2 separate regions of the Zea mays genome follow, and region 1 is linked to region 2. The links are chromatin contacts, called in public Hi-C maps. All regions are on one chromosome and are shown on one strand. The core of a region is the stretch at or near the end of the contact, and the rest is flanking DNA. Distances in the headings are between cores, read along the strand shown.

Evidence for each region. A called contact is a pair of places that touch in the nucleus more often than the background predicts.
Region 1: a Hi-C map of ear shows a contact between it and region 2, with 2.3 times the contacts expected there. The contact joins the promoter of LOC103627226 here to the promoter of LOC100276565 in region 2. A contact is called at or near these places in 3 of 25 Hi-C or Micro-C datasets (ear, tassel and an unstated tissue).

What each region holds. Positions count from the first base shown.
Region 1 is chr5:171,386,647-171,390,383 of Zm-B73-REFERENCE-NAM-5.0, forward strand. It overlaps LOC103627226, which reads right to left and starts at 2,167. Exons shown (of 2, transcript XM_008647517.4): 1 at 1,340-2,167; 2 at 937-1,264. The coding sequence starts at 1,823. The coding sequence ends at 1,170.
Region 2 is chr5:171,250,687-171,254,144 of Zm-B73-REFERENCE-NAM-5.0, forward strand. It overlaps LOC100276565, which reads left to right and starts at 1,629. Exons shown (of 2, transcript XM_008683418.3): 1 at 1,629-3,400. The coding sequence starts at 2,129. The coding sequence ends at 3,310. It overlaps LOC100193860, which reads right to left and starts at 1,953. Exons shown (of 6, transcript NM_001138940.1): 1 at 1,625-1,953; 2 at 992-1,107; 3 at 577-703. The coding sequence starts at 1,891.

The sequences.
Region 1 (3,737 bases), core at 917-3,416, 140 kb after region 2:
GCTGTCTTCCACTTGTTTGTGAGCGTCTTATTATGAGATGATGCTTGCTTAAGGACCCTTGGTGGAATCCTGATGTGGAAGAACAAGCTGTCATGCGCATCCATCGAATTAGTCAAGCGAAGACTGTTTCTATCAGAAGATTCACGGTGAAGGTATCTTTCTTCCCATCAAGTCATCATAATCCAGATTTTTTCTGGGGTTATCATTGGAGTACACTTGACCATCTGATGCCCGGATTCTCCCTGTTATCCTTTTTTTTTTGAATTGATCATGATATTATATGATAATTGATATGATGTGATATGGCCGTGCAGGCTCGAAAGCAGCGAATGATTTCTGGAGCTTTGACTGACCAAGAAGTGTCCGCACTGCACATCTAGAAGAACTGAAGACGCTTTTTCTCTTGAGACGACGACAAAAAGGGCCGCTGAGCATGAGCATCTGATGGCCGGCATGCTTGCACGCACATCGCATCGCATCCATGGCTGAGACAAGATGGCCGGCGTTCTTTTTTTCTCGAAGCCAGGAGTTGGAATGTGAAACGACGGTACGATAGGAAATTGCATTGCACCACCGCCCAAACATCTTCCATCTTTGGGCGTTTACCTGTTGTTGTACGCATGTTTTGTATATCATGAACAGACTTTGAGTCGGCAACCGGTTGAACAAAAATTCCTTTTTTTTCCTTCTAAACTGTGTATATGTAATATATGAGCATGGTTAGTGGCCGCCAGAGTCCGAGACGTCTCAATGAGTGAGACAGCAACCGAAAGAAAATTGGAAGATGACGTTCGCTCCTACGAAGATAATCTATACAACTTCAATCGTTCTCCCGCTTATTGGTTTGCAACGCCCATACATACAGGTGCAAGAGGCTATCCCAACTGGCCGACTGGGATCAATCGAATAATGCATCAACTTAAATTGAAATACCTGTTTTGAATTTTGGAAAAAAGGATGCAGGAATACCAAGGCATCTACCTGCTCGATCATTAATTCAATAAATTTGGCAAGGTGGTCAAGTACAAATGTATGCACAATCTATGAATCTAGAGAGGGATCGGAGGTCGTAAGACAAGTAGTGTATTCTACAAAGCTACCATGGTGGATTGGTGGTAGCATGTTTGGCCTGTCGGCAGAGGTGGGCGTGGCCTTGCCGGCTTCAGTTGCTAGCTGGACGCGTAGAGCGAGCCGCAACTACTGCTGCGGTAGAGGAAGAAGCTCCTGCTCCCAAGCTCCATGATCTTCTCCCCGGGGTCCAAGCCTGTTTGTTTAGAAAACAGCGGCGTCAATAGAGAGTAATGGAGAGTAATGAGGCGTCGGCGTCAGCGTCACGTACTTTCCAAGCTGAACTGGGAGTAATGGAGCCCGAACGCCGAGGGGTCGGCGGACGGCAGCGGCGGCCGCCGTCCTTCCTTGACGTAGAGCTCCACCGCGGCCGCGACCAGGTCCGCGACGCGCCACTCGGCCCTCGCCATCACGTGCAGCGGCCACATGCTCCGATGCACGGCGACGGTCACCAGCGCCTTGCTCGGCGCCGCCCTCCTGCCCCACGGGACGGCGGCGGCAGTAGCGTTGCCGCCGTGGACGCCCGCTCGCCGGAAGCCCCGCTCCCTGACGCCGGCCAGCAGGTCCGGATGCGTCCGGGGCTTCTGTCTCATCAGGTGGTCTCGCTGCTGCTCCTTCTCAGGCGTGCAGCGCGCGTGGAACGACGCCCGCCGCTGCACGAGCGGCTCCCGCGGTGCCGGCGCCCCCGCCGCCTTCTCCGCGTGTCTCTGCCTCGGCCAGGCCTTTTGATCAGCCGGCGGCGCGTGAGGAGGCATCTTTGAGCAGAATAACGACAGGGCAGCAGTAGCTCACGTCCGATTTTACAAGCTTCACCTCACTGGACAAGACAAGAAGAGGAAGATTTGCCGGAGCGAGAGCTCATATATGCACAAGCGCCCGCTCATTCGGTGGGCGCCACTGGGGGCTCGCCGATTTGGTTTTAGATTCTTCGCAGGAGAGCTTTCGACTGGTGCGGTGACAGGTGTGAGGCGTGCCGCACCGGCGGTTGCTGATTCATATAGCCGGTTGCTCCGTAGTCCGAGTCCGACATGGCGGTCATGGACGGTTGAAAAATAAACTTGGAGCGTTAAGCTTAGGGAGTGTTTTAATGTACTAGAATTAATATGTAAATACTAATTTGTTGTTTACTTTCGTATGGTACTCAGATTAACAAATTAGTCTTTACACATTTAGCCTTAGATGTTAAGTTTGTTACTTAGTTTGTTATATTACTCACATTAGAAAATTAGCTTTTATTTCCTCTGTTTTTTTATTTATCGTGGTTTAGTTTAAAAATAAATTAGCGGACCAACAATATTCGAGAACGGATTTAGTAAAATTTGGTTATATGACTGTAATTTACTTTTTAAGCAAAGAAACATACCTTGAAATGTTGTCAAGCTTTACAGTACTAGAGCAAGATTGTGTTCTTATGTGTTACGTGAGTTTATTCGTTTTTTTGGTCAAGTACACGCTATGATAGGGGTTGTAAAGGTCCTAATAATTGACATTGGAGCTATGCTGTCAAAAATGTTCGAGACAAGTCCTAATAATTGACATTGGTACATGGTGATTTGTATGTCCAATTATGGCGACTAAGGGCCTGTTTGTTTACCCCCAATGGATTATATAATCTGGATTATTTTTGGAAGATTATATAATCTGGATTATATAATCTGGATTATATAATCTGAGTAGTCATGTTTGTTTACCCAGATTATCTGGTGTGTTTCTGTTGGGCGGCGGGCTTCTCCGATCCGATAGGCGCAAAAACGATTCGGTAGATTATAATGGCAATGGTGGGTAATTTCTAGGAAACTTGAAAGGGTAGTGGGGAAGTGGGAAAAAATAATCTGAAATAAGCACCTCCTCACTTGCTTATGGATTATCATAATCCAAGGGGTTAGATTATATAATCTGGGCAAATAAGCTAGACTGTTTGTTTGCCTCTTAGGATTATTTAATCCAGATTATATAATCTGGGGGGTAAACAAACAGGCCCTAAAGTAGGAGGAAATAAGTACTTCCTGCTGCGGGTGGACAACCTGAACCGGTATATGTGGGTAGCTGTGATTAGGGCTGGGTATTCGGTCTATTAGGTCCCGTTTGTTTCGTTGGAATTCAATTCCATTTTAATAATTATAAGTTAGACAAAACTAATTAAATTCATATATTTACAAATGTAATATATTTGTATATTATCCTAAATCATATGAGAGAGATAGTTATATACTACATTTATGTTATAGCGAAGCAAGTAGAAGAGTGTGTTATAAGTTGTACATCGGAAAAATAGTATGTAAATATATAGAATCTATTTTCATTTCTCACCACATGAATTTGAGATAGGTTTATATGATAACTTTGGAAAGTGGTGGAATGTCACATTCTAAAAAAATAGCCCATTCCATTAGTAAGATTTCAATTCCTCAAAATGAAAGGAAACAAACGGGACCTTAGGGTAATTCGATTCGGTCTATTCGGGGTTTTGAAATTTCGGGTTATGAAACATGAAAACCGAAATTTCTAAAATAATTTTAGGAACCGAATCCGAATAGACCCACAATTTCGGTTCGGTTTATTCGGTCCACCGAATAGACTCAAATAGTAGAGAAACCATTATCTTTTGTTAAAATATATACAAATAATAATTAATTGGAAGTACTATTTTTACAACAAGTGACTATAAA
Region 2 (3,458 bases), core at 379-2,878:
TGCATGGTTTTTAAAGCGGTATGGCGAGCCAAGGCATTGGACTGCCGCCTAGATGCATAGGCGAGGTAGGCGAGCAAGGCGCCTAGGCATTGGACCACCGCTTGGGCGCCTAGGCAACGCCTTTAAAACAGTGATTTATGTTTTCAATTTGCTTTCACAGAACTGCAGGCCTATAGGTAGTTTGCGCATATGTCTGAATTCTGATGCCTATGTTCATGTAGCATATTTCATGGCAAAGCTTGTAAAAAATAAACAAAATACAGTAATGTGTGAGCCCCTTGTGCAGATTTTAGGTTCCACAATTTCATACAAGCATGGTATGTTGCTAGGCCAAACTAGAAAGCAAGGGGAAAACTTGAATTGGCTGATGTACAACAATTTAATAGAAAAACTAAATGTCCAATACATACTTTCCACAGATATGACAACATTCCTGTCTCGAGCTCAATCTCTCTTAAAGAGGAAATGGCAATGAACTAGGCAATACAATATACATATAAAATATTCATACCAATGAACTATAGCAGTAAAGTGACTCCATATTTAATTAATTGACAAAGATAGCAAGGTGCTTACCATGAAAAAGCCACCTTGAAATACTGCAAAAGCAACACCAGTTGTAACTGCATTTGCTACTGGATTAGGAGTTCCCATTCCGCTCACTATGGAGAAAAGAGCACCAGAACCGAAAGCAGCTGCCATGCTATACAAACATGACATTATCAAACATAAAGGAACACTCTAATTAATAAACTAGGATTTTTTTAAGCCAAGGATTAACTACAAATAACATATTGAATCAAGATACCATTTTTGCACCAAATACGCAAAAGAAATATAAGAATTACCAGCTTTGATTCAGATATATGAAGGTATTAAGATGTGCACATCTTGACATTAGTGAGATTAAATCAAACACATTGAGTACTTTAGTGAACTGTGAACGCTCCCTGAAATGTATGGAAGATAAAATAAAATTATGAACCCCCACCTGCCCTGGATATCCTCTTTCCCTCGTATCCTTCTCATGACACAAGATATGCCTGCGTTTGCACCGGTCATGACTGCAAAGTTCCGGGCTTGCACCAAAGGTCCACCAGCTAAAGCCTACAAATCACCCTGTTAGCATCGATATGCAAAATAATTGAACAAAAATATCACTATAAGGCACAGGAGTGATGGTTACAGCTTACAAATAAGTGAGCATTTCCTCAAATTTGTTTTGGGAGTAGTTATTGAACACAATGGATGATCCAAATAGTATATTGCTTTATGCAATTCATAGTCAATTGCTAGTTTTCTCTTAACCATATGATTATTGGTTACATTCAATTACATACAATGTTGTCCCAGACTCACACCAGCGATTACCCCATATCTAAACACAGTAAATTGCAGACAGAACTCACCCTATACGAGTCATTGTAATTAATAATAACCTTCATGCTACGATTACCGTCAAATCGTGGAACAGGCTAGAGAAACTAATGGTGAATTGCTTCCTTCCGCGGACAAACACTCTAAATGGATTGGATTAATCATCTGTAATTGCAATTTCGGAGCAAAAGACGAATTTTACACATATAAGCTACGTAAATCACCCAAGACGAGATTGGTTGACAACCTGGGCCTGCTTGAACGACGCCATGGCCTCTGGGTTGGCGTTGGGCGGCGGCTGCGGGATGGGGAACGGCGACCCGCCGTCAGCTGTGAGCGAGCCCATGAGCCCACCCAGAGCCCCGCCCTGCACCGCCCCCACGGCCGTGGTCACCGCGGCCTCGATTTGGATGGGTTGCTTCGCCATCCACGCGCGGAACCCGGCCTCAATCGCCTTCACGCGCCCGCTCCACTCCTCCAGAGGGTTGCTCACGCCGCGTAAACCCCCAGCCATCACCGCCGACGACGGCGAGGTCTTCAACGCCACGGCCGAATCCTCCCCTCGCTTGCCGTCCGCCATATCTCGTGACCTCGCGTTTCTCGCTCTCTCGGCGGCCACGCTTTATTATCCCCTCGGTATCTTCGCTTAACCTCGGCGGGCCTCCTCGTACGGCCGGCCCAACATTTCATTTCATTTCATTAGGCCCAACTAAACGAGCACCTGGGCAGCGCGTCTCGCCGGCGCTTTCCCATGGCGTGGCGATGGCTGCGCTCAGCGACGAGGAGGGGCTGGTGGAACGCGGCGCCGTCAGGGACGCCGTTGTTTGCGGCGGAGCAGCGCGCGACGTTGGTGAACGTGAAGGTGAAGTGGGTCAAGGACCGGGCCCTCGACGCTGCAGTGTCGCGGGAGCGGCACCTCCGCACCGCCCACCACCTGCTCGACCTCGTGTTCTCCCGGCCCGGCCACCGCGTCTCGCGGTCGGACCTCCTCGCTGAAAAGTCCGCTCGAAGGATATGTGGTTCCGCACACTCTTTGCTCGAGTTCCTCAGGAGATACCATACCATGTTCACGTTGTCCCGCGGCGGCGTGTCGCCGACAGACATGGCGTTCGTCCTGCGGCAGCGGGAGGTAGATTGTCTCTTCGCCACCGAGGGCGACCTCGTCGCCCGCCTCCGCCGTCTCCTCATGCTCACTCTCCCCCGTTCGCTCCCGCTCCACACCGTCGACCTTCTCCGCTGGGACCTTGGCCTGCCCAGCGATTACCAGGACTCCATCCTCCCCCGCTACCCTGACCACTTCGCCCTTGAGCAGCCGGAGGGCGACGAGCGCGTCTGGCTCCGCCTCCTCTCCTGGGACGATCTTCTCGCCGTCTCCGAGCTTGAGAAGAGCGCTGACGGAGGCGATACCACCTGCATCCCCTTCCCGGTGAGCTTCACTAGGGGTTATGGTCTGAGAAGCAAGTGCATGTCCTGGCTACGGGAGTGGCAGGCGCTGCCATACACCAGCCCATACGCTGACGCTTCAGGCCTCGACCGCCGCACAGACGTGTCGGAGAAGCGGAATGTGGGAGTGTTCCATGAGCTGCTGCACCTCACTGTGGCGAAGAGAACGGAGCGCCAGAATGTGAGCAATATGAGGAAGCTGCTTGGCATGCCGCAGAAGTTCACCAAGGTGTTCGAACGCCACCCTGGCATTTTTTACCTGTCCAGGGTTTGTGGCACTCAGATGGTTGTTCTTAGAGAAGCTTACGGCGGTGGAAGCCAGCTGCTTGAGAAGCATGCACATCCGCTTGTTGCTATCAGGGAAGAGTACTCCACTTTGTTGAGGGCAGCATTGCCACCAAGGACGAGGGGTAGAGAAAGACATGGTTCTTTTAGCAGGCAGCATGAGGGATGTGTGGTGGGAGGAGATGAATTTGAACTCTCCAAGTGAATGCACTTTAATTTATGTCTATCTGGTGTGCACTGGATATATCATGGATGCTCTGGATCCAAGAGGACAATCTCTAAACGTGTTGAACAGGTGCTCTGCGAATGATTCAGTGGGTATATGTCGTGATTGCTTCATCTGAACTTACATT